Regions from separate parts of the Sus scrofa genome. Here regions 1, 2 and 3 are each linked to region 4. A link is a contact called in public HiChIP or PLAC-seq and promoter capture Hi-C data. All regions are on one chromosome and are shown on one strand. The core of a region is the stretch at or near the end of the contact, and the rest is flanking DNA. Distances in the headings are between cores, read along the strand shown.

What was found. Promoter capture Hi-C pulls out the DNA fragments that hold promoters and counts their contacts. HiChIP or PLAC-seq counts read pairs in DNA pulled down with a chosen protein or histone mark.
Region 1: a contact with region 4 is called in an H3K27ac HiChIP or PLAC-seq map of alveolar macrophages. The contact joins the promoter of MGA here to the promoter of EXD1 in region 4. A contact is called at or near these places in 1 of 47 Hi-C or Micro-C datasets (heart right ventricle) and 1 of 2 datasets of contacts at active chromatin or transcription factors (alveolar macrophages).
Region 2: an H3K27ac HiChIP or PLAC-seq map of alveolar macrophages shows a contact between it and region 4. The contact joins the promoter of DLL4 here to the promoter of EXD1 in region 4. A contact is called at or near these places in 1 of 5 promoter capture datasets (fetal liver) and 1 of 2 datasets of contacts at active chromatin or transcription factors (alveolar macrophages).
Region 3: a contact with region 4 is called in a promoter capture Hi-C map of liver, with 2.6 times the contacts expected there. The contact joins the promoter of VPS18 here to the promoter of EXD1 in region 4. A contact is called at or near these places in 1 of 5 promoter capture datasets (liver) and 2 of 2 datasets of contacts at active chromatin or transcription factors (alveolar macrophages and skeletal muscle).

Annotation. Positions count from the first base shown.
Region 1 is chr1:129,694,230-129,700,888 of Sscrofa11.1, reverse strand. It overlaps MGA (MAX gene-associated protein), which reads left to right and starts at 3,455. Exons shown (of 25, transcript XM_021097378.1): 1 at 3,455-3,596. It also overlaps the pseudogene LOC110259510.
Region 2 is chr1:130,382,764-130,388,789 of Sscrofa11.1, reverse strand. DLL4 (delta like canonical Notch ligand 4) reads left to right here and starts at 2,379. Exons shown (of 11, transcript NM_001244418.1): 1 at 2,379-2,754; 2 at 2,866-3,135; 3 at 3,613-3,670; 4 at 4,444-4,707; 5 at 5,112-5,172; 6 at 5,259-5,389. The coding sequence starts at 2,689.
Region 3 is chr1:130,415,963-130,422,117 of Sscrofa11.1, reverse strand. VPS18 (vacuolar protein sorting-associated protein 18 homolog) reads left to right here and starts at 1,651. Exons shown (of 6, transcript XM_001929361.4): 1 at 1,651-1,728; 2 at 1,856-3,897; 3 at 4,939-5,080. The coding sequence starts at 3,807. It overlaps LOC106509024 (a long non-coding RNA gene), which reads right to left and starts at 2,930. Exons shown (of 2, transcript XR_001306223.2): 1 at 2,810-2,930.
Region 4 is chr1:130,110,375-130,116,469 of Sscrofa11.1, reverse strand. It overlaps EXD1 (piRNA biogenesis protein EXD1), which reads right to left and starts at 4,009. Exons shown (of 11, transcript XM_021097534.1): 1 at 3,341-4,009; 2 at 619-804. The coding sequence starts at 751. It overlaps CHP1 (calcineurin B homologous protein 1), which reads left to right and starts at 4,009. Exons shown (of 7, transcript XM_013993169.2): 1 at 4,009-4,318. The coding sequence starts at 4,252.

The sequences.
Region 1 (6,659 bases), core at 2,206-4,705, 420 kb after region 4:
GAGCTACAGCTGCTGGCCTACACCAAGCAAGGATCTGAGCCACATCTGTGACTTACACCACAGCTCACAGCAATGCTGGATCCTTAACCCACTGAGTAAGGCCAGGGATGGAACCTCGTCCTCATGGATACTAGTCGGGTTTGTTAACTGCTGAATCACAACAGGAACTCCTCCTTCTCTTTCTGATTTCACTTAGTATGATAATCTCTTGTCACATTCATTTTGCTGTGAATGACATTCTTTCATTCTTTTTTATGCCTGACTAGTATTCCATTGTATATATGTATCACATCTTTTTAGTCCATTCATCTTTTGATGGACATGTAGGTTGTTTTCACATCTTGGCTATTGTGAATTGTGCTGCAGTGAACATACGGGTGCCTATATCTTTTTGAATTATAGTTTTGTCCAGGTATATGCCCAGGAGTGGGATTGCTAGATCATTATGTATTTAGCTTTCTAAAGAATCACCATACTATTTTCCATAGTGGTTGTACCAATTTACTTTCCCACTAGCAGTGGAGGAGGGTTCCCTTTTCTCTGAACCCTCTCCAGCATTTGTTATTTGTAGACTTATTAATGATGGTGATTCTTACCAGTGTAAGTTACCTCATCGTAGCTTTGATTTGCATTTCTCTAATAATTAATGATGTTGAGCATTGTTTCATGTGCCTACTGGCCATTTTCCATGGAGCTGCCTGTCTTCTATCCTCAGCATATGCAGGGCACTCAAGTATTTGTTGAATAGGAAAAATGTACATGTAATTGAGATAGGGCTTTTGTGTTTATAGAGCAGTCTTGGATCAAAACTAAGGCCAGATTGTTTATATTACATGCATTTTCTGTTTTTACTCTTTTACAAAGAGTAAAATCTCTTTGAAAGTCCAACCAGGGAAATCCAAGGGAAATTTTTTTTTATCAGTTTGGATGAACAAGGTGAGCTCTGATAATTGGAATGAGAGAATTCCAAAAGAAAAAGTGAAACTTATGAGGATCAAGTCTAGCAGTTAGGCAGCTTGGCATTTTAAAAACTTGGCTTATATAAGGATGCCTTTTAAAGGAAGAAGTTCTTTTATATATATCCAAGAATATATCCTAGGATCCTAGTCCGAGAAACCTTGCATTAAAGGTTGAATGCACAGAGGTTACTTGAAAAAGGAAACAAAAAAGTGGTTACTTGATACTAGCATTGTGTTAAGTCAGAAGTAGGCCAGGAGTTCCTACTGTGGTGCAATGGATTGGCAGTATCTCTGGAGTCCTGCGATATAGGTTCCATCCCTGGCTGTCACAGTGGGTTAAGGATTCAGCATTGCCTCAGCTCTGGTGTAGGTCACAACTGTGGCAGGGATCTTATCCCTGGCCTAGGAACTCCACATGCTGTGGGGTGGCTAAAAAAGAGAAAAAAGTACACCATTGAAATAGTGTGGCAGTATTATTATTTTTGGATTATCTGTATGAAAATAATATTTATAAGTTCTCAGATTCTTTTTTGTTGTTGTTTGTTTTTGGCTGTGCCCATGGCACACAAATTCCTGGGCCAGTGACTGAACCTGTGCCACAATGACAGTGCTGGATCCTTAACTGTTCAGATCTTTAACCAGTAAGCTACCAGGGACCTCCCAGTTTCGATTCTTGAGAGTATATCTCTAGATCTTTATAGATTAGGCAGACCCCATTTTGAAAAAATATGAGTAGTTTACCTTTTCCATCAGGAGATCCAGTGCTGACTCTTGAAAAAAAAATTTTTAGTAAGTACCTAGCATTTCATAATCTGTTTGCCTGGTGTGAGGAGAAACTAGGAAAAGAAAAACTCCATTCTCCCTCACCTTCAAGATGTCCTCACAGATTTCCCAACTGAGATATCATTTGCGTTAAACTATCCTTTTTGGGATGCAACTACGACCAGCCATGGTTGTTAACCAGTTGTCATTTACCTTATGATCAGATGCTTTAATGGTAAGTCAGACTTTATTTCTGCTTCAGAAAATGGAAATTTTGTATGAGGAAACCTTAGACCTTTGAGAGAATAGCATTCTTGAATAAGTGGGAGATTCTGATAAGGCAGCTTCCAGGAAAGAGGTTCTTGGGGTCAGGGAAGAGGAGGAAGGTGTCAAAGAAACTGTTACTTTTCAGTTTTGCCTGGAACTTAGGTATTATTCATTTGTTGCACCAATGTTGTGGTTGACAGTGCCTGAATGGGGGTTTCAGAGCAACTTCAGAAGTCCGTCAACTTTAGCCTACATGTTTTCCATTCCATGCTAACTCCAGCACATTTTCACCTGGTGATGTGGCATATCCTCTCAGGAAGAAAAAGAAGACCATTCCTAATACGCCTGGAGTCCAGCTCAGATCATTCTGGGATAAGCCTCTTCTTATTGGCTCCTTTCTTGTAACCCCCTCATTCTCCTTCGCAGTATTTTGCATTAAGTCCACCTAGCAGGTTCTCAGTACTTGGCAGTTCTTCTAAGAGAGTGAAAGGAAATAGTTTGGAGACTTGGACCACAGTTTCTGCTCTTTTACTACCTACTTCTATTTTGCCTCTTTTCTCTCACTTTAAACAACTCTCCCTTTTTACTAGAGTGTTAGCACAGAAGAAAGAATGGCTGGTAAGGGGTGGGAAAGAAGAAGGATAATCTTTGATATTTCCTTGGGAGAAATACTGTTAACTTAGCAACTGTCTGACACTCAATATATACTTGTTAGATTTTTGTTTGCAACCCATAGCTTAAATATCTTGAACAAACAAAAATTGAAAACGCAGGATCAGGGCATTAAAGCTCAGATAATACTCTATCGTGCAAAATTCTCATATCCACGTTTTAACCTTCTATCAAGACATCTTTCGTCTTTTTATCAGGCAAGCTAGTAGCAACTCTTCTTCCCTTCCTACTGGGCATTGAGGTTTTCAGACTCCTCCCTACTTTACTAGTGTTCTTTGGTTGTAGATGTTGCAAACTCTATCTCAGGGTCTTTTCTTCAACGATTCCCGAAGTCCTGGTGCTCTCTAAGCCCACAGCACTTTTGAGGAGGAGGAAGATCTCAGATTCATTTGACGGGCTCCTAAAGCCTTGGGGGCTGCGGAACCTCACTTGGGTGGGGCTGGGGCTGGGCGCGGCAGGGCGGGGCCGGCGAAAAGCCCAATTGAAAAGGTGGAAGGTTCAGTTGAGAAAGCCCCGCGGGCAAAGGTTTCACAGTTTTCACGAAGGCTTCGTGCGCGACGCTGAGGGAATTGGGGTGCCTCCCTCCTGCCTCGCCACTCTTGATTCTGGAAGCTTCAGTAGGCTTTTCTTGGTTGTTGACTCCCGGAAAGGCAGCGGCTTCAGCTCCAGGGGCGGGTCCCAAGGGTCTTGTCGCAGCTCCGGGGCCGTTTGGCCTCCTGGTGTTGGGGGAGGGGCGAGGGTGGTGCTGCTCGCGCCTCCTTTTGCGCTTGCGCGGCGGGCTCCGAGCGGGTAGGAGCGCGTGCGCGATGACGTGGACGTCCGGTGCGCGCGCAGACTCTTCAGCTGGAGCGGACACACGGTGTGCGAACCGAACAGAATAACCCGCCCCCAGCGGGATGTGAAGGACTCCGGGTGAGGCCGGCCACGCCCCGCACGGTAACTCTCGGGCCTGGGTGGAGGGCGTCTCCTTAGTACTGGCCCAATTGGAGTTTTCCAAGAGTTTGAAGCTCTTGAGTGTTTTTACGGCGTGAGAAGCGGTCAGCTGAGCGATCTTCGCACGCCGCGGCCAGGCCCGGCCTTGCGCGGGGCTGCCTTTGGCGCGCGCCTATGGTCCTCTGAGCGAGGCTGCGCATGTCACCTCGCGCGCGTCCCCGGCCTCACTTCCGCGTAGCGCAGCGAACTAGCTGGGAACATCGACGCCAGCAAGAGCGGCCACGAGGCGGGCGGGGTGAGAAGCGCCCATGGCGCGGCCCTGCCCTCGCGTGCGTGGGGTGCTGCACCGCATGGTACGATCCGCGTGACGCCTTCCAGCCCCGCGCCGGGCTGTAGTTCGAGAGCTGTGCTTCTGTGCTTTACCTTTGAGAGCTCAGGTCTTGGGGTTCCTAAACTCCGAGGGAATCGGTGCTGACCTCGCTTTTCTAAGGAGCTGTGTGCTTCGTTTTGACACCTGTACAAAACCCCTCATTTAGTATGTAATTTTGGGGCAAGTTGTTTGAGGCGAGATCGCGAGTTTAATAAAGAAGGAGGGCAAGGAAGTGAGCTGTAAAGGAGAGGGAACTTGGTAAACAAAGGGCTGGTGGTTCTTAAGTGCAGAAATGAGGGCGGGGAAAACAGGTGGGGAGAGCAGGTGTTATTTTCTTTAAACCTCTGTGGGGCAGCCTTTGGCTGGTTCTGTGTGGCTTCCTGCTTCTGTTAAATTATCAAGTAGGAGTCCTCTTTCAGTGGTAGATGGGTCTGGGACATAAATCTCTTGGAAGCATCAGTAACCAAAGTTGAGGAATCTGTGTCCGAAGAGTGTGGAGAAGTTAGGGATTAGTTCAAACTGGGTTGATAATGGGAAGTGATAGTGTCTTGCTCTGAAGGTTTTTACTTTATCTTCGGAACTCTGGAGATGCCTCCTTTTGGCGAGGGTATTAGCGGGGAGCGTGCTGGAGGTCTGAAAAGGGCGGGGGGAGCGGTTACTGATGGCAGCGTAAATAACCAAAAGTACTCTCCTTCTGAGGGAAGACCACTCTCCCAGGGTTCGCGTCGCCAAGGCAGACACGTGGATCAAAAGAACTCTCGAGCCCACCCGTGCGCTGCCTGTGTATGTTGTAAAGTTCCTCGGGCTTTTGCAGCAGAGTCGCTGACAAACACTGCCTGCTCTGCTTCTTTGGGCACGACGCCGCGGCTAGGCTGCAGAGAAACTGCCTGAAGGTGGCGTGGCGGCTCCTGGGAAAGGGGGCAGGCCTGAGAGGGCCGGGTTGCTGGTTCTGTAGTCTCCACGGTAACAGAATGCGACTGGATCCTGCCGAGCGATCCGCGGGTTCCGGCCGGCGGCACGTGATCTGTCGGGACTGCTCTTCCCCGGAAGAGCTTTCCTTGCGGCATTTTTTCACGTGGTTTTTGGCTAGCTGGCCTCTGCAGTTGAAAAGCGGTAATGTGGGCCCCAATAGTCGAGGACGACTGTTCTTCTCCGTGACTGGTCGGAGGCTTTTTCACTCCAAGGGTAGGAAGTGAGCGCTAGTGCTTTTTGCTGCCATAGGGTTATGTCTCCAGCTGTTGTACGAGGTGAGTGGGTTGGGTGTACTATGCAGAAAACACATGGCTGGGATTTGAGGAAATTCCTAGGTTACCTTGCCATACTTGGTCCAAGGCAGAGTGGCTTATTGATTGCTGTCCATTTCTGCCATAAAAAGTTAGTTATTCACATTCTCCATATACAACTCTTAGGGACCTGAGAGCTTGCTCGAGTTGCAGTTAAGGGATCATTCCCAGGAGTAGTATTTGGGGAGAGAAAGGAGTGGAGGGTGTATCATCTTAGGTAGGTGCAACTCTGTGCCTTAAAACCTAAAGCATTTCGGGTAACATTTTGAAATCTACCTTTCAAATTTGGAGTTGTGGTGATGATAAAGTTTCCAGGGTATAGTCTGGTCCAAAGTAAGTGCTTCCTAATAAAACAGCAAATACCATTTAATTATTAACTTAATTTAATGACTATTAAAAACCAATATTTGGCTATTTTTACTGTCTTTTTATCATTTACTAGCATATTTTCTGATTATTTTAATATCCAGACTATACTTTTTAAAAGATTTTTCAAATTTCTGGGCCAGTTGTATATTGGTGAGTACTGAAATTCGACTGAACCTATTTCACAAAAGTTTCAGAAATGTAATTTAACCATGCTATTGTAGTGAAATTATATTAAGGAACAAACTGACATTTTTGTGCCTACCATACAGCTGTGCATTTGTTATGTGAAAAGTTATGGTTATTTTTAGCAACTTGAGAAACATTCAGTTTAAGTTGACCAGCATTTGAATATTTTGTGTTTTTCAAGTAATGGTATTGATTTGGAATTTTAATTTGGTGTACTTTTTTTTTTAGTCTAGTACTTGAATCGTTGAATTAGGTAACTACCTAGTAAACTAACCAGTGTATTGTGTAAGTTGTATGAGGGTCATGGCTTTAGTAGTTAAACATTTCCCAGAGAGGTCATTGGTGAAAAGACATTCAGAATAGGGACTCTGAAATTGTAACAGTTTACTTATGGAATTGACCACATTTCCTGAAAACTTTCTCTGTGAATTTGCATTTGTTTGTATGTGAACGCCTGCATCTTGTGATTTTGACATTTTCAGAATCTTTCTACCCTCAACTAAACTTATTTCCTTGGGTCATTATTATAGTTACCTTATGTGGATGAATGCTTGATCTTGAAAAGCTGAACTGAGAGCTTTTTGAGTGTTAAGTTTTATCTATGTATCAAAATTTTAGTATTTGTAGAGAGCCACATTGATAGTATATTTAGAATCTTGGTGGAAGATTTATTGCTCTGTGAGTAGCTCACCTCTTCTGAGGGTACATTTGATTTTTGCAATTTGTTAAAGTTATCTTAGACTTTGGAGTGGTATTTGTGTCTCTGAAACAGCTGAATTTTCTTAATTGATTATCCTTTCTTTGGAAAATCCAATTCAGTATTCCAAAAGCATAGGCATATTGCTTATAGTGCAGTGA
Region 2 (6,026 bases), core at 1,130-3,629, 270 kb before region 4:
AACCCTCTCCAGCTTAGCAAATGTGTGCAAAGCTGGACCCCAGCAGATTGGAGCACTAGTGGGTGTTCAGGCCCAAGGGTGAAGTCCCAGCGTCTGAGGGGAGTAAATGAATTTCTGGGACAGCACCAGTGATGTAGCAAATAGGTGCTTAATTAATGCCTTTTGATGGTGAAGAGAATTTAATCCTTTCTTCTTCAGGTCAGAGGATTTCTAGGTCTCTGGGATCCCTTGCAAGAACTCTTGACTCTGCGAATAATGATGATACTTTTGTTTGCTCCTTGATTGTTTGCTTTTGGGCACATTAGTCCAGATGTGTATGAGAGATAGAATGTGTTCCAGATCTGCCAATATTGAGCAAGATGCCTCCTGTAGGACTGGATGTATCTCTGGAGGTTCAGGCAAGAGCCAGAGCCAGAAAAGGAGAGGTTTTGCGTTTTTGTTTGTTTTGTTTTTAATGAACTGCCAAGCCAGGATTTGGGGTCGGAGGTGGACAGAACTAGGTGGGGCTGGATGCCAGCTCAGAAGAAATCAAGGGGCGCTCTTTGGCACCCTGGGCAGAACTAGGACCGTAGAGTGTGAGCGGAAAACCCACTTGTCAGGATCCCTGGGAGGCAAGCCCGGGGCTCCTCCTCCCTCGGGTCTGGGGACTCCGCCTGTCCATAACCTACATTAACTCTGGAGCGCAGCCTGGGCCCATCTGCCGGCCCCCGCCCCACCTCGGTTCCCCACGCCAACCCGCTCGCGCCAGATGGTGGCTGGGAGGGGTGGCCGTGCGTGGGGGACCCCGGAGCCCGTCTCCTCACCTCGCCCCTCCCCCAACCCACGCTCCCAACCTCTTGTTTCTCATCCTTCTCCCCGAGTCCTCCGCCACCACCCTCAAGAAAAAAAAAAAAAAAAAAAAAATCAGACCCATGCGCGGCCTGGGCAGCTGTTGGGCTTCGCGCCGCCCCCCAACCCCAAGTCTCCCCGGGGCCCGCAACGCGTCCCTGCTCCCCCCGCCCCTGCGCTGATCTTATCGCCGGACGACAGCCATCGCTGTGCGGGCGGGCTGACAGCTGAAGCCACAGAGCCCCCGCCACCCTCAGCGTCGCAGAGAGAACTCTCCGGCACCCCCGACACTAGTAGAAGCCGGCTCTCCCCAGTCTAAAGCCTCCGGGGATCACGCCGGTTCCGGGAAAGCAGCTGCGTTGCCGCCGCTCTGAGAAGTGGGGCCACCCGAGGGAGCTGCGAAGGCAAGACGGTGAAACTGCCTGAAACTTAAACGAGTCCCCGCGCTTCCAGTTCCACCCTACATTTCGCCGTATGAGGAGAGGACCCGGGTCTGCCCAGACTTAGCCTCTCACGTTGACTCGCTAGTGGCTTCAGCCAACTCAGGAGCCAGGGGAGTTCCTCCCTGCCTCAAAGGAGCGACAGGACGCGGGCGGTCGGGGGCTTGGGGCAGCTGGGGTGGAGGGAGAAGGTGGGCGCTGGAGCTGAAGCTGAAGCTAAACCTAGGTGAGGGGAGGCGCTTGGAGGCGGGGCCAGACCCTTATTACCATACAGCTGAGGACGCGCCCCCCTTATTCCCGGACCACGCCTCCTATCCCCTGCACCGGGACTGTGCGTCTGGGGACTGGCACGCACAGAGCCCAGGCGGGAGGCAGAAGGGGCAGGCAGAAGGAAGGAGGCACGCTCTGGACGCCCCCTACCCCCGCGCAACCGGAGTGGGAGAAGCCAACCAGGTGGAGGGCCGAGCCCCTGAGTCTTAGACGCTTGGCTCTTCGCCTTGCCCCGAGTGGCCACTGAAAGGATAATGCCTCCGCTAGCTTCCCTGCTGTACAGGGGAGGGGGCGTGGTGGGTGGACGCTCACAGGTTGCGGCCGGGCGACGCCAGGGCTCCCGAAGCTTGGGGAAGGTGGAGATTGGAATTCTTTAGCACTAGTTTCGCTTTCTGAGCTTAAGTTCTTTTTACCTGCTCTAGTGCTGCAGGTAACTAATGCCGGCTGCGGACACACCACCCACGGGGACTCCCCAATGTCTCCGCCCCCACAGCCATCCGGGAAACACTCGCTCACCTCCCGCCCCATTCCTCTCGGCCCTCCCCCTATCCTCGCACAGCCGGGGTCGCGGCTTGTAACCCCCAGTTGTGGAGAATTGGTTTCTTCGACAAGCGCTGAGCTGGGGGATCCAGGGGCTGAGAGCTGCACGGAGGGGCGGGGACCTGTGCCTGACTGGCTGACGGGGAGGGGGGAAGGCGGGGGCGGAGGCCCCCTCCGGGCGGCGCTGGGGCTGTAGCAGCTAGAGGCTCGAGGGGAGGGGAGAGTGACCACGAGTCTGAGTGACAGGCGGGTTAAGAGAGGAGCCAATATATATAAGGAAAGCTCCCGAACGCGCAGGTTTCAGTAGCGGCGCTGAGCGCAGACTGGGAACGCGAGGCCAAGAGCCGCAGTTCAAGCCGCCTCAGTGCAGTATACCCGGGCCCTCGTCTGCTTACAGCCCCAGGATTAGCCCGAGGACACGTCCTCAGAGCGGTCGCCGCCCGGTCGTCCTCACCTGGATTACCTACCGCGGCAGTTGGAGCGGAGTTAGCGAGAAAGCGAGGCGTGAGGAAAGCCCCGAGTGGAGCCTGGCTTTTCAGGGACCCCTCCGGCGGTTGGACGCGCGGGAAAGCTTCACGGTCGGCGGGTGGAGAGAGCGACGCCCCGGGGAATGGCAGCTGCGTCCCGTAGCCCCTCTGGCTGGGCGCTACTGCTGCTAGTGGCACTTTGGCAGCAGGTAACGTCCCGCGCCCCCTCCGCCCCTTCCCACCGCGCCGCGGGCTACAGCCCCTGGCGTCCGCCGACCTGACCGCTCTCCTTCCTCCTTCCCTCCGTCCCTGTGCAATAGCGCGCGGCCGGCTCCGGCGTCTTCCAGCTGCAGCTGCAGGAGTTTGCCAACGAGCGCGGCGTACTAGCCAGCGGGCGGCGGTGCGAACCCGGTTGCCGGACCTTCTTCCGCGTCTGCCTTAAGCACTTTCAGGCGGTCGTCTCGCCCGGGCCCTGCACCTTCGGCAGCGTCTCCACGCCTGTGCTGGGCACCAATTCCTTCGCCGTCGGGGACGACAGTAGCGGCGGCGGACGCAACCCTCTTCAACTGCCCTTCAATTTCACCTGGCCGGTGAGCACAGTCTGGGCTCACTGGGAGGCCGAGAGAAGGGATCTCCCTGAGATTAAAGCCCTCTCCCTAGATTTCCTCACTCCCTTCCAAAAAAGTGGGGCGCTCTCTTAGGATCCTTTCTTTCGATGCCTGGGACCTCACCCTCTAGTAGGCTCTCACTCGTCTCTCTCTTCCCTGTTCTGCGCCCTCTGTTCCCCTAGCTCTTGAAATACGATTTTCATCACCTACCACCCCAGCGGGTCCTCTACCTTCGAATGAGTCTCACGTACATTCCCCCATCCCTCAACCCTCCTCCTACCCGGGGTTCTTTCCCCTTCCCTGCTTGCGCGGGATGATGAGCCCGTTATGTTGACTCGGGTACAGTAACTGTATCCTGCAATTAGATTAATTAAACCGGCTGCAACAAGGCACTCCCACCACCCCCTGTTCAACTTGCTTTCTTTCTGTCTTCCCCCGCCCCCTCCTTTCCGTTCCCAGGGTACTTTCTCACTCATCATCGAAGCTTGGCACGCGCCAGGAGACGACCTGCGACCAGGTGAGTAGCTCGCTCCGCGGCCACAGGGGGGCGACACGGCGCAGCGCCGAAAGAGTTAATCTGAAATAGGCGGGGGAAGTGCGGGGTGGAGGGTGGGGGGCAGGACGCTTAGCTTGGCCGGGAGCTGCGCCCCGCGCTGGACGCTCAGATTCCGCCCGCTGCCTGGACTCTGAGCACAATTGCGTTTCCTGCGGGTTATTTTTGGCGTGGGAACGCGGGGAGCACGGCGGTGAGAAAGGCCGAAGCTGCCAGCGCCGCTGACGGGCCCCTTCCTGTATTTTACACCTTTCGCGAATTCCGCTCCTTTGGAAAGGGAATAATGGCTTTGGGATGTTGTTCTGACACAGAGGAAAAGGATATTTCAGCAGCACAACAATCCTCACTTTGAAAAGGAAAAAGAAAAGCAGTACCCATCTCTGAGGGCAGAACCCCTGAATGGGCACCAGAGGACCCCTTGCTCCCAGAGTCCTCAAAGGCCTGGAGAGCTTTTCTTTTTCTCCCCCCACCCCATTTTGACCTCTTTTCCTCTTTCCCTTGCCTATCTGCCTCCAGAACACTGGATAGCTTAACATCCTTCTATTGTCCCCTTTTTGAATGGTATCAGGCCCTCTGCACATGCATGCACAGAGCAGCTAAGCAGTGGGACACTTGGGTTCCTCTGGCCTGTGCTTGCTGGCAGGTGGGGATCATCTGGACAACTGGTTTGATCCAGAAGTTGCTGGCACTCTTGGGGCCTGGCTGCCCTTCCTTGACCTGGCCCTCTGCCCCTTCAGAGGCCTTGCCACCAGACGCACTCATCAGCAAGATCGCCATCCAGGGCTCCCTTCCTGTGGGCCAGAAGTGGTTACTGGATGAGCAGACCAGCCCTCTCACAAGGCTGCGCTACTCCTACCGGGTCATCTGCAGTGACAACTACTATGGGGACAGCTGCTCACGTCTATGCAAGAAGCGCAATGACCACTTCGGCCACTACGTGTGCCAGCCAGATGGCAGCCTTTCCTGCCTGCCTGGCTGGACTGGGGAGTACTGCGAACAGCGTAAGCAGCCAAACCCCCGCCTGCATGGAGGGGGGTCCCGGAAACAAATACTGTAGCATCTTCTCAGCTGCATCCTCCTATGGAGAGCAGGTCTGACTCTCCACTAACTGGGCCTCAGAAACAGCTGGGGATGCTTAGGATGGGCTTGGACTCTGCCCTGTCTTCTTAATGCTCCTCCCCATCATGCTAAGGCCCACAAGGACCTCATGACTGCATTCCCTCCAGCCTGGATTCTGCTTCCTGTGCTATCATTTCTCTTTAAGATATCCATGGCTCCCCTGGGAGGCCAGGAGTGGGAAGTGAGCCCAGGCGAGCTGGGGGCACCCTCAAGGCCAGGAGAGGAAGAGGGAAGCTTCAGAGTCATTGGCATCCCACCCTCACCCAGCCCTGTTTTTTTTCCTCAGCTGTCTGTCTTTCTGGCTGTCATGAACAGAATGGCTACTGCAGCAAGCCAGCGGAGTGCATGTGAGTAGAGGACAGGAAGCAGTGAGGGAGGATCTGTCCCCTGGCCAGGCCCTCACCTCACCCTCAGCTTCTCTTTTGTTTTACAGCTGCCGCCCAGGCTGGCAGGGCCGCCTATGCAATGAATGCATCCCCCACAATGGCTGTCGCCATGGCACCTGCAGCACCCCCTGGCAATGTACTTGTGATGAGGGCTGGGGAGGCCTCTTCTGTGACCAAGGTGAGTCAGGGCAAAAATAGAAGATTGGAGATATGGCCAGGGGGTGGCAACCATTATCATCTGGACCTTTCTTACTTGGTGACTGCTACACTGGCCTTCCCATGATCCTTCAGGGAGCTTGAAACTTGTAAGAATCTCAACAGCTGGCTTAGAATGAGATGGTGGGTCCTTCGTCCTCCAGGTGCTGGGGAGGTAGGGTGGCTGAAGAAGCCAGAGGTGACAAGTTGGCAGCCTGAAAGTTGCACTCATAAATTCCAGCAAGGCCAGAGAGAAGGATGCCGGGGCTCAGTTCCTCTTTCTACTTCGTAGTTACCTATTAACCCCCTAAGTGTTTGCTTACCTGCCAGGGCTGTTTGAGCAGCTCTCCCCTAAACAGCTGTCTGGTGGGGTGTGCCCACTGGCTGCCCCAAGGCTGTGGGTGAGCGGGGCCTCTGGGCGGAGTGACATCTAACCGCCTTCTTGGTGCGGCAGAAACAGCCTCCCTTGTTCTCCCCAGTTGCACTTGCCAGGCAGCTGCCTGAGCCCACACTGTCTTTTCCTGGTGTTGGGGCTGCTGGTCACTCTCTGGCTGTACAGGGGTCTGCCAGCCCCAACCATGGGGGAGGGGGCCTTTTCTCCATCCTCCTGGCCAGCTGCA
Region 3 (6,155 bases), core at 402-2,901, 310 kb before region 4:
TTGTTACTGTTGAGCACAACTAAAACTCCTGCTCTTGGTTTTCTTGAGGGCTGCCTAACACTTTCCCTTTTTTGCCCTTGAAAATCATATATGCACTTCAAGTCTTAGCACAAACCACCTGCTTTCATACAACAATCCTTTCTCTCCTTGGCTCAGCAGTCAGTCCTTGCCTGTCTCATGGCAATTACCACAGGAATTCTGAGGGGTAGGAGCTGGTGAAGCTCAATCTCCAGCTGCGAGTTCCCTAAGGCACCTCTGTATTCAGGTGCTCAGGAGTGTTTGAGTTATCCTCACAGTCAGCTTCTGTCATATCAAAGCAAAATGCCCACACTTCATATGTAAGTGCCAGTAAGTGATCAATACAAGATAAGCCACAGCATTTCTGAGAGAGAAGTTGTGGTCCAGGGAGTCTTCATGGAAGAGGTGGACTTGAGAGTGACTGTCAGATTAAAACCATATTTAGAGTTTACTGAGCACATGTTATTACAATGAGCTTTCACCTAGATCACCTCATTTACTCTTCAACACAGACCTAAGAGATAAGTATCATTATATCTATTTCTTTAGATGAGGAGACCAAAGCTAACAGCATCAAATATACACAGTGTCGGAGTTCCTGTTGTGGCGCAGTGGTTAACGAATCCGACTAGGAACCATGAGGTTGCGGGTTCGGTCCCTGCCCTTGCTCAGTGGGTTAATGATCTGGCGTTGCCGTGAGCTGTGGTGTAGGTTGCAGACGCAGCTCGGATCCCGAGTTGCTGTGGCTCTGGCGTAGGCCGGTGGCTACAGCTCCGATTCGACCCCTAGCCTGGGAACCTCCATATGCTGCGGGAGCGGCCCAAGAAATAGCAACAACAACAACAACAACAAAGACAAAAAGACCAAAAAAAAAAATATATATATATATATACACAGTGTCACAGCTAGTGAGTGGCTGGGCAGGAGTAAAGGCTGGTCTCTGGGAGTTCCTATCATGGCTCAGCAGAAATAAATCTGACTAGTATCCATGAGGACACAGGTTCAGCCCTGGCTTCAGTAGGTTAAGGGTCAGGCATAGCTGTGAACTGTGGTGTAGATCGCAGATGCGGCTCAGATCTGGTGTTGCTTTGGTTGTGGTTGAGGCATAGGCTGGCAGCTACAGCTCCGACTTGACCCCTAGCCTGAGAACCTCTATATGCCGTGAATGTGGCCCTAAAAAGATTAAAAAAAAAAAAAAAAAGGCTGGCCTCTGACTCTTACTTCAAAGACTGGCCTAACATTGAAGAAGGAGGATATGGGGGAAAACTGCTGTAATCAACCAACAGGGAGTATGAACTGAATCTGCAGCAGGCAAGCCCACTTAGGCCCCATCCCATATATCCCAGAGAGCAGTGGAACCAGGAGGGAGGCTCTGGGGACAGTGAGGAGGTGACTGGAAAGATTCTGAGTTCCTGAGACACCCCTTCTGTGCTAAACAGCTCCACGCAGGGAGGATACTTGCTCTGCAGCGTCCAGACCTGACCTAAGGATGCAGCTGTAGCCCTCTTCTCTTGCTTGCACTGGGGGCGTGAACAGTGTGTTTCACTATCCACTCTTCAGCGTTTGTTTGGATTTGAATATTGCCTCCTGGCTTCCTCCACTTCCTGGCCACGTGACCTTGGACAAATTGCTCCACCAGGTCGAATTTCAGTTTCTGCTTTTGTAATGTGGGGAAAGGAGCAGTGCCTACTTCTTAGCATTAGTGCGAGGGTAAGCTGAAATAACATTAAATATTAGAAACTTAGCATGGTGCTTGGCACATCGTCAGCACACTGTAAATGTACCTTTTCTGGTTATTTGACCTTTGTCTGGACCTATTTGTGTTTCCCTAATGCAGGTGATCTGAGATGGAGTTTTAAGTAAGGGCAGGGCAGTTCCCTGGCTGGGATTACTTTTCCCAGGCCAGAGACCTGCCTACCTCCCAGCTCGGCACCTTCCCTCCAGGGACCTAACCTGAGCGCAGCGCCCCTGGCGGCATAGACGGCGGGAGAAGCAAGACCCGGCCAGAGGGAAGTTATGTTTTACCGCAAATCAGACGGGCGGTGGGAGGGGCAGTCCAGGCCCAGAGAGCCTTCGGCAAGGGCTGGTGAGGGTTCACTCTCTAGGCCTGTCAGGGAAATTCAGCAAGTGTGGACTCTCCACACAATGCATGGTGCGCACCTGGGCTCTTTTGAGGGTAAAGGGGGCGCTCTTAGTCATAACTGGGGACTACCGATTAAAACCAGGAAAGGGTGACGCTGGTCAAGAGCCTTCCACTTTAGCAAGGTAGCAAAGTCAATGAGCCCCAGGAGAGAAAAGACTGCAGTATGGGTCGCCTAGGCAAATGGAAGAGAGAAACCCAGTGGCAGTAGCATCCGAACCTTCGCTGTTCTGCTGCTCTGGACTCCTCACCTACCTCCAAAGTCACTTGTCCCTCATTCCTGCCTGCTTTTCAGGTATTTGTTCCCTGCTCCTTCGTGCTGCCATAGCACTGTGACCACGTACCTGGCTACACGTCAGGAGCGAAGGGCATTTTTTATCTGTTCTGTTCTCTATGGTGCCGCCCCAGCCTGGAACAGTGTCTGACAGAGTGTGTGTCTGCTCACGTGAGAACGACTGAGCTTCGAACAAATCATCAATCGCTTTTCTGGTATTAATTATCTATTTACTGACCCATCGCCCCCGCTGGATTATGACCTTCAAGGACGGTGTTGTACTTACCTAAGTAACCCCAGCACCTAGCCCAAGGCCAGGCATAGAGTAAGGGCTCAACACCTTTTTGTTAAATGAGTGAATGGAAGCGGCCCACTACCTCTTAGCAGTGCTTCTTCGTCTTCTCTGTTGCTCCTCTTGTCTCCTCTGACACCAAGGAGCCACTACGGAGCAGGTTAGGTAGCACATGGCTTCCTGCGAGCCGGACCACCAGCTCTGCCACTTTCTGGAAGCCGGTGGGTCCCTGGATGTGGGAGAAGCCAGGAGTGTTTGCCTGTGCCTTGTGAAGGTAGGGTCAAGACGGCAATTAGATTGAGGAGGTTCTCCTGGGTAACTCGGACAACGGGCTGTTTAAAAAGATGGGAGCCGGAGCTGGACAGAGAGAGCCTGAGCGTTCTTCTCACGGAGGTAAGCCTGGGTGTGAAATGTGCTAGGGACTGGCTCCGAGGCTGGGGCTGGACTGCCCTGGGAGGGTCGGGGAAGGGGGCTGGGAAAGCCGGGATTGCCTCCCGGTGTCCAAATCCGGAACTGCAGCAGGGTCCAGGAGGGAGGGGCTTGTGTTCAGCAGGGCCCGCCCAGCAACCGGCTCTTCTCCCGCTGCAAGGCGTGCAGGCTCCCGCACAAGCAGAGGGCTCCCCTGGAGAGGGGATTAGGCCTTGGCCCCGCCCTTCCTCACTCCTCACCTCCTCCCAGTGGCCGGCCGGGCGACGTTCCTGCGCGAGCAAACATCGGCTTCTGAGAACCCGGAAGTTACGTTATAGGCGCGCGTCCTGGGGGCGGGAGTCAGCTGAGCTCCTCGGGCGAGGTTGGGATCACCTGAGAGTGATCGAAGGGAGCCGATGTTTTTTTAGGCGCGGGAGTTGGGTGCTGAATTGAGCCCCCTTCAAGGGGGGAGGGCTCCCTGGTCTTCTCGCTCTATAAGGCGAGAGCGAGAAGATCCATAGGATTTTAAAGAGGAGGAGCCGAATTACCAGGATCTGTCAGATCCAGATCGAAGCTGAGGAGTCGCAGCTTCCCATCTGGGGAGACGGGGATCCCTGTGGGGAGCCCTGTTGTAATCTCTGGGCCTGGGACGGAGGACCCAGCGGCCGGGCACCATGGCGTCTATCTTGGATGAATATGAGGACTCCCTGTCCCGCTCGGCCGTCTTGCAGCCCGGCTGCCCCAGCGTGGGCATCCCCCATTCGGGTAAGGAAAGTGAGGGCGCCGCTGCACCTCTCAGCTTTCCTGGCATCTGCAGGAGAGGGGCGGGGAGGGGGGCTCCAAGAGCTCGGGTTAGCCTCCCCGGACTTGCAGTAGGGATCTAGGCCCTAGATTCTCCTCAGGCTCTAATCTAGCGGGTGGATGGTCAAAGTTTGAAAGAGCAGCAAGAGCAGCCGCGTGATCTAGGCCCTGCCACTAGGGTCCTTATAAGAGGGAACTGGGACTCAGATAAGGAAGTGACTTGCTTAGAGGGCTGCAGATGGGAAAACTGAGAATAGGCTCCAGACCCGTTGTGGAGGTGAGAGGAAGAGAGTGGATGAAGAATCTGGTGAAAGAGAAATGTTGTAGGGGGAGGAGCATGGTCCTAGAGGGAACTTTGTCACTGAACACGGAAAAATGAAGTATTTTAGGCTATCATTAAAGCTCCATGCAGCTGGGCAATGAGGGGATATTTTTGTGGAAAGTAGTACAGAATTGGCAGAGGGGTCTGAAGTGCTGGAATGTTTTATGCAGTGGTGAAGGAATGAGAGTTAAAGGCTAGACAGGAAGCACCAGCAGTTTGTTAACCAACTGACTGGAACTGTCCCCCAAGAACCCCTCTGCCCTCATTCTTCTAAAGACTCACTGAGACCATTACTGCATGGATCGAGGAGAGAGAGTGGAACTAGACCACTTTAGTTGAGCTGGGATTGCTGGGCCAAAGGCTGATAAGGAGAACACCCAACCCTTTGCTGCCCCCCCACCCCACCCCTGTTACCACTGGGAGCAGGTACATCATGCAACCCAAGGGTTCAAAGAATCAACCCCTCACTGTTGTCAGAAGTGTGGGAAGAGCCCAGAACCCCTAACATGGCCTAGGACTAATGGTGATTAGCAAACTGTTTGATATATTGCTATTAAAATGTTGGCTAACAAGGTCCTGGGGTAGGAGTATGTTGGGAAGGTGGAAAGAGCACTCTTTTGTTGCCTTCCCTTGCCCTTCCTTGCTCTGTTCCACAGCTAAGCTTTCCTTCACTCCTCACCTAGGGTATGTGAATGCCCAGCTAGAGAAGGAAGCGCCCATCTTCTCGAAGCAGCGCATTGACTTTACCCCTTCCGAGCGTATCACCAGTCTTGTCGTTTCCTGCAATCAGCTCTGCATGAGCCTGGGCAAGGATACACTACTTCGGTAAGTGAGGATCTAGAAGGTTTAGGACTGGGGACTGGATTGGTGGTATTTGGGGACTACTGACTGACTAGGCCCTTCTTCCACTCTGGGCAGGTGAAAAGGTGGATTTGGAATTGTCAGGAAATATCTTATCCCTTCCCAAGGACAACCAGTGTAATGTAGTAGTGAAGAATCAGGTAGACCTGGATTCAGATCACAGCTGTCTCACTTACCAGTGGTGGAATCTTTTTTTTTTTTTGGCCATGACCTTGGCACGCAGAAGTTCTTGGGCCAGGGACTGAACCTGAGGCACAGCAGCAACAAGGCCAAATCCCCAACCACTAGGCCCCTGGGGAACCCCCAGTGATGGAATCTTGAGCAAGACACCCATGTCCCTTCATCTGTTAAAGATAGGACTAACCCACAAGTTAGTCACATAGATCAGGGGAACCGTCTAGAGTCCTGAAATGAATCCGCTGAAATGGAAATAATATATCTCAATAAAACTGGAAGTAAATAAGTAAATGCATAAGTAAATGAAAATAATGTGACAAAGGTGACAGAAGAATTAACTGGGATAACCATCTGGGGTGAAACAGAGATAAACCTCTGTATCGCAAAAAATGAATTCTAAGTGGAATAATTGTTTAAATGTAAAAAATAGTTTGAATGTTAAAAGAACATTTAGTAAATTTCTCTGTTCTTGGGCTGAAGGGAGACCTTCTTAAAGCTAGAAAGTCCAGAATCCACAAGGGAAAAGGTAGCTATATTTAACTACGTAGTAATTGCTGTTATGACAGAATAAAAACAAAAAAGCATATGAAGAGGTCAGGACAAAAGACAGTGGGAAAATAATGTTTTTCCACATATGACTAAGGAGTTACATCTCTGTTCCTTAAAAAGCCCTTACAAATTAATAAGAAAAATTCACTTGGAAAGGGAGGGCAAACAATATAAACAAGCAGTTCACAGAATAGGAACACTGGGAAGTTCCCATTGTGGTTCAATGGAAACAAACCTGACTAGTGTCCATGAGGATGCAGGTACAATCCCTGGCCCCACTCAGTGGGTTGAGGATCCAGCTTTGCCGTGAGCT
Region 4 (6,095 bases), core at 2,760-5,259:
GAACTAGAAGGGTAGCACTCCCAGAGAGGGTAGAAACTCTAGCCCTTACCCTACAAATCCTTTCCACTTGGCTGTTTCTGAATTGCATCCTTTATATGAACCAGTATTGAAGCTGGGAAGTACAGAGGCTACCTTGTAACCATGAGGATAACAGATGATCACTGAGTTGGCAGAGCAGGAGCACAAGACACCTGATCCCTCCTGGCATCTTTGAGCCACTCAAAGATGGGATAGCATGAGAAAAATTAATCCCTTATTGCCTTTTGAATTTGCCTATTGAAGCCAAAGGCAATTCTATCTAATACAGTGGTTATTTTTAATTTCAAGATGCCTATACAAAGAAATTAAAAGTAGTACCCAGTTTTTTAAAAAAAAAAAAAACTCTCCATATTGAAAATGTTCACTCTCATGTCAATAAAAGTATAGAAGTGGAGACAAGCCAGCATATATAGCCATACTGCTCTGTGACAGAAAACTGCATTCTAATCTTCCTCACCACCCTTTCCCTAAAATAGGAATAATGCCACTCTCCCAGCTGCTAAGGGAGCCCAGAGCCATCCCCCAAACTTTGTTATTAGTCTCCTAAAAGGCAGAAGATTAAGAAAAATAAAATGAGACCTTTCTTCAGGACAACAATCTTGTTAGGGTCCACATGCTGAAGCACTCCCTCAAAGATGCCACAAATCAATGTGAGTTTCACTCTTCTCCACAAAATCTGGTTGAGGAAATGGTAGTCACTGCTTGGATCCATACTACCTGATTCCAAAAGCAGTCTTCAAGTAATCTTCTTTAAGTATCCAAACACTTGAAAATAAAAGAGATCCATTATTTAAAAAAAATAGTGTGGGAAGAACAGAGTTATTTTTCCTTTGCACATAACTGGAAGGGACAAGAAGAATAAAAATACTAGAGTAATTCAAACCTGTTCATCTTTTTAGAGTGATAATGAGAAAAGGATCATTTTAAGTACCAATTCTAATTTATACATGGGAAACTGAAAATTATAAAACTTTGGCTTGGACTTCTTTGTCTATAAAATGGCTTAATAGCACTTTTCATTCCTTAGCTAAATGGGATAAGAAGAACATTTAGATGGTTTTTAATAGCACATACATACATCTCTTAACATCAACCAAAAAAAGTACAAGAACAAATGAAAAAAACTGATATCGGCAAATATTTGCCACCACACGTTGTGATGAATTGTTTACCTAGATATGTCTGGGACCTAGCCTCTTCTGAATGTAGCCTCTTCCAGATTAGTCACACTTCCAGAGTCTGACATTTGGTTACCAAAGAATAAATGACTTAAAACTATCATAATTTACACATTACCAATCCAGCTGTCATGTCACTGTGAGGGCCATTCCACCACACTGTAGCTAGAGCTCAGGGCTTGGGCTGCTGTAATATCACCAACCAGGCTGTGCAGCCTAACAGATTAAACTGCCCCATGCCACACTGGTTCTGTAAAACTCAATTTTTTTTTAAAATGATACATGCTCATTACAAAAATAACAATGCAGAAATGTACAAAGAAAAAACTGACCTCCTGGAAATAACTATCACTCATTGAAGATACTCTTACATTTGTTTGTTTGTTTGTTTTAGTTTCGGGTGTTTTTTTTGCTTTTTTTGGTGGGGGCACACGTGTGGAAGTTCCCAGCTAGGGGTTGAATAGGAGCTGCAGCTGCTGGCCTACGCCATAGCCACATCATCATCAGCCTACGCAGGATCCAAGCGACGTCTTCAACTTACACCACAGCTCACGGCAACGCCATATCCTTAACCCAGTGAGTGAGGCCAAGGCTTAGACCCAAATCTTAATGGATACTACTTGGGTTTGTTACTGCTGAGCCGCAATGGGAACTCCTACTCTTATGTTCCTTAGTGTAATACTGTAATTTAAAAGATGAATCCTTTTTTTTAAAAAAAGTATCTTTTAGAACAATCCTGTTATTTGGATGTCTTTGCATTTAGAACCCCAGCTAAATGTTTAAATTTACATTGGTTTAAATTTAAAAGTGGCTTGCCTTTGCCACACTAGGAACAGTCAACCAGTGAATTTTCCATTTACTTTAGCTATAAAACATTGACCAAATAACTAAGGCCCAGTTCAACTAGGAAGAAGATGAGAATGGTTTAAATTTAAAAGTGGCTTGCTTTTGCCACACTAGGCATAGACAACAAGTGAATTTTGCAACTTATTTAACTATAAAACATTGACTAAATAAGGCCCAATTCAACTAGAAAGAAGATGAGAAGTTATCATTTTTAACCAGAAAAACACATTTTAAAATTTAAGGTCTAGCAAGTGCTTTCACAAAAATTATTTAATGCCTCAATAATTACCTAATTTACAGATGTAGGACTGACGCTTAAAGATGTAAGACACCTGCCCAAAGTCACAGAGCTAGAACTTGAAACTTGAACTAAAACCCCTACGAGATCCCTGGTGTTATGCATTCAGAGACAGCATAAAACAAGTCACCAGAGCACCTGGAAAGACCATTCTTCTTTGCTCACTAATCCAACAGGCAAAGGGGAATTTTTACAGAAATAACAGCGAACCTAAAACTGGAAATACCAGCCCTTCATAGAGATAATCATCTGTATTTTTAAAAACATAAGAAACAAGTTTGTGAAATGCTTGGACAATAAGGAAATTTAAGAAATGTTAAAGTAAATCAGAAAAACAACACAAAGCAAAGAAAGCCTTGAGGACAGCTGCAAAAGGTAAGATTCAAAATTTGGAAGAACAAGTAAGGTCAGGATCCAGAGACAGGCTTCAAGGCAGACTCAGAAAATGGACACATGTCGCTGACATCAAACTTTTTCTACCATACTCATACTCGCAGGATAAAAGGAAGCTCCTGTGGTCTAGACGAGCATATCCAAAATGCTACATTCTGTGTATGACGGCAGACATTATTAGGACAAAACAGAGTAAGTCAATCACGAAAACAAACTCAGTAAGACTATAAACTTGATCTCATGCCAATCTATCAAAGCCTTAGGTAAAGCTTAAAAACTAGTAATCTAAGTTGACTTGGGCAGCTCGCTAAAATAGCCTTCTAGTACTTAGGTACTAAGTGACAGAGGTCAAAATTTGGTTCTTCCATAATTCAAATCTGTTCTGTAATAAGCCCAACAATCGAGTGAAGGGGTGTAAAGGCACTGAAGCCACAGTTAAAGATCTGGTTCACCTGGCAGGGTGTACTAATTTAACAAGTGGCTTTAAGCGTTTTCAGGAAAACAAAAATATGCCATGAGAACAAAATGCAAAATCCCTCATCTTTAAGGCAAAATAAGAAACTTAAAAACAAACTGCGGGCCATACACTAGAAATTCTCTCCTCCACCGTTAGATTTTTTTTTCTCCGACGGAAGTTTAGGAAATCTGGTCCCTATTTCAGCCAAATGGTGAGTTCCTCGCGCTTCAGTCTTGAACTAACAAAAGAGGGACTGCTGTTAAGGAAGAACTCTCGGGAAGTTCCAAGCCCGCGGTGGCTGTTACCAAAGGACAGTCCAGAAAAAAACAAATTACAGAAAAGTACGCAGCGCAGGACACCGACGCAGCGGAGCGGACGCCAACCGGCCTGAACAGAAGGTCCCGGCTGTTTCCCAAGGAGCCAATCAGCGCGCGGCCCCGAAGCTGGCACCCGAGCGCCCCCCAGGCAGGAAAAATGAGATGCAACTCCCAGCATGCAGTTCCCAGGAGACACGCCCTGGCTTTCACCCAAGCGACGTTTTGTCTATTTTGATTGTTTCTCTCCGCGATCCATGCCAGTTGTAGGGTGGGGTTTCTAGAATTAGAGTTCTGTGATAAAGGGGTTGGCTACGCTGTATGTCACAGGTCTGCGTGTTGTAAAACGGTGGGTCAAGGCGTTGCCCTTTTAATTGCGGTCTCTAAGGCCAGAGTGGCATTGCCCATTTAAGGCCGGTGGCATCATGGTTCCGGGGGCGTGGTCCGTTTTGAGCTAGACCTGGCCTGGCGCTGGGCTGATTCATTCGGGGGCTGGAGCTAGGAACGTCGACGTCGGCTCCTGAGCCGGGCGCAGTCTCACTCCCAATTGGCTGGGCCTCTGGGCCGCCCTTCTCCGCGCGCCACCCCTGGGTTCCCTTCCCGGCCCTCAGTAGAAATACTGCCCTCTCCGTTTTTGACCCCGGTCCTTCCTCCCCTTCTTCCCTCTCTCCTGCAGCCGCTGTCGCTTCAGGCGCCCCTGCTCCCGGAGGAGCTCCCGGCTTAGTGATGGGGTCCCGGGCCTCCACGTTACTGCGGGACGAAGAGCTCGAGGAGATCAAGAAGGAGACTGGCTGTGAGTTCGGGTAGGGGGTGGCAACGCGGCCGGGCGCCGCCGGTTGGCCTCAGGAGGGAGGGTAACTGTAGCTGAAGTCTGAAGCTGGGGTGCCGGGAGGTTGTGGGGTTCCTGGGAAGTTTCCAGCGCTAGAGCTTCGGGGATGATGGAGAACCAGTTCTTACAGCTACAGCTACCCAGAGTGGGGCTCTGGCTCCTGTGGGGTTGTCCTGCTCAAAGTAATCCCGCTCTTTTCTCCTCTTGCACTTGAAAGTCTCCGAATTTTTTATCTTTCTGGAACAACCTCAAATTTCTGAAGGAATCCTGTAGAAAACATTCTGTCCGTTTCTGTGACGTTTCTGGGCAGGGTGTTACAGCTACTGACAACGGTGGGAAATCAAACAAATTATTGCCTCAGCTAGAAAAATAAATACAGAAAGTGAGATCGTATAGTAAGGCTTTGGAAGACATGACCTGCTGATGGGAGACCTTAAAGAGTCAGGGATCTGAGAGTGAGACTTCTTTCATTTTGAACTTGTGGAGAGAAAGTACGGATTCTGTGACTACCAGTTTTTTAAATTTACACTGAGGATGTTTGCTGTCCTGATTTCAGATATATTGATTTCTATTATGCTGGTTTACTTTATGCAGTCGCCATAGAAACTGGATGTGCTCCAAAAATCTCAGTGTGAATTTGTTTTAGGAACTGACTTTAATAATCCAGTCTCTTCCTCATTAACCAGAAAGGGGTAACATGGCTTTGGGATTTCAGAATCCCAGAAAACATCATATATTTGTGTAGCTGGCCCTCGATAATGCGTATGATATTTTCTCTTCTCACTAATCCATTATGACTCATGTATTTTACATGATTTGTGGAAGCATCTGGGTTCTGAGTTTTAGGATACCTGTCTTTGATAATGAGATGACAAGTAAGTCACCGAATGGTCCATTTGCAGATAATAGTGAGTGCTTGGGTAACTTCAGAATTACTCAGGCAGTGGTGGCCTGAGATAAATTAAATGCTGTTTAACTTTCTAGAATCTTCAAGTTGGAAGGGATGTTATTTATCTAGTCTCATCCCTTCTCAGATTGGTTTACTGCTTTCAGCATCTCCAAACTCATGGTCATTAAGTCTCTCCATAATGACTTTAAGGATGGTGAGCTCACCACCTTCCAATGTAGTTCTTTTTATTATATTTATTTTATTTTTTAGGGCCAAACCTGCGGCATATGGAAGTTCCCAGTCTAGAGGTCAAATTGGAGCTTCAACTGCTGGCCTATGCCACAGCCATAGCCACAAGGGATCTGAGCCACGTTTTCTACCTACACCACAGCTCACAGCAACACTGGATCCTTAACCCACCAAGTGAGGCCGGGGATCAAACTCATATCGTCTTGGATACTAGTCAGGCTCATTACTCCTGAGCCATAATGGGAACTCCACCTTCCAAAGTAGTCCTTTTTATGATTTTGAACAAATGACAGAAAATAGTTAGCTGTTTATAATGTGCAGTATGTTTGGCCACTTGACCTTATGGTCATTTTATGACTTACTCTGACTCCAAGAGTGGAAATATGGGCAAGAATTTTAACACTTTGTGGCTGTGACCTCTGGCCACACTTGTAAATATAAGAACTACTTTATTTTATTTCATTTATTTATTTATTTTAGGGCCACACCTGTAGCATATGGAAGTTCCCAGGCTAGGGGTCAAATTGGAGGTACAGCTGCCAGCCTATGCCACAGCCACAGCAACTCGGGATCCGAGGCTTGTCTGTGACCTTCACCACAGCT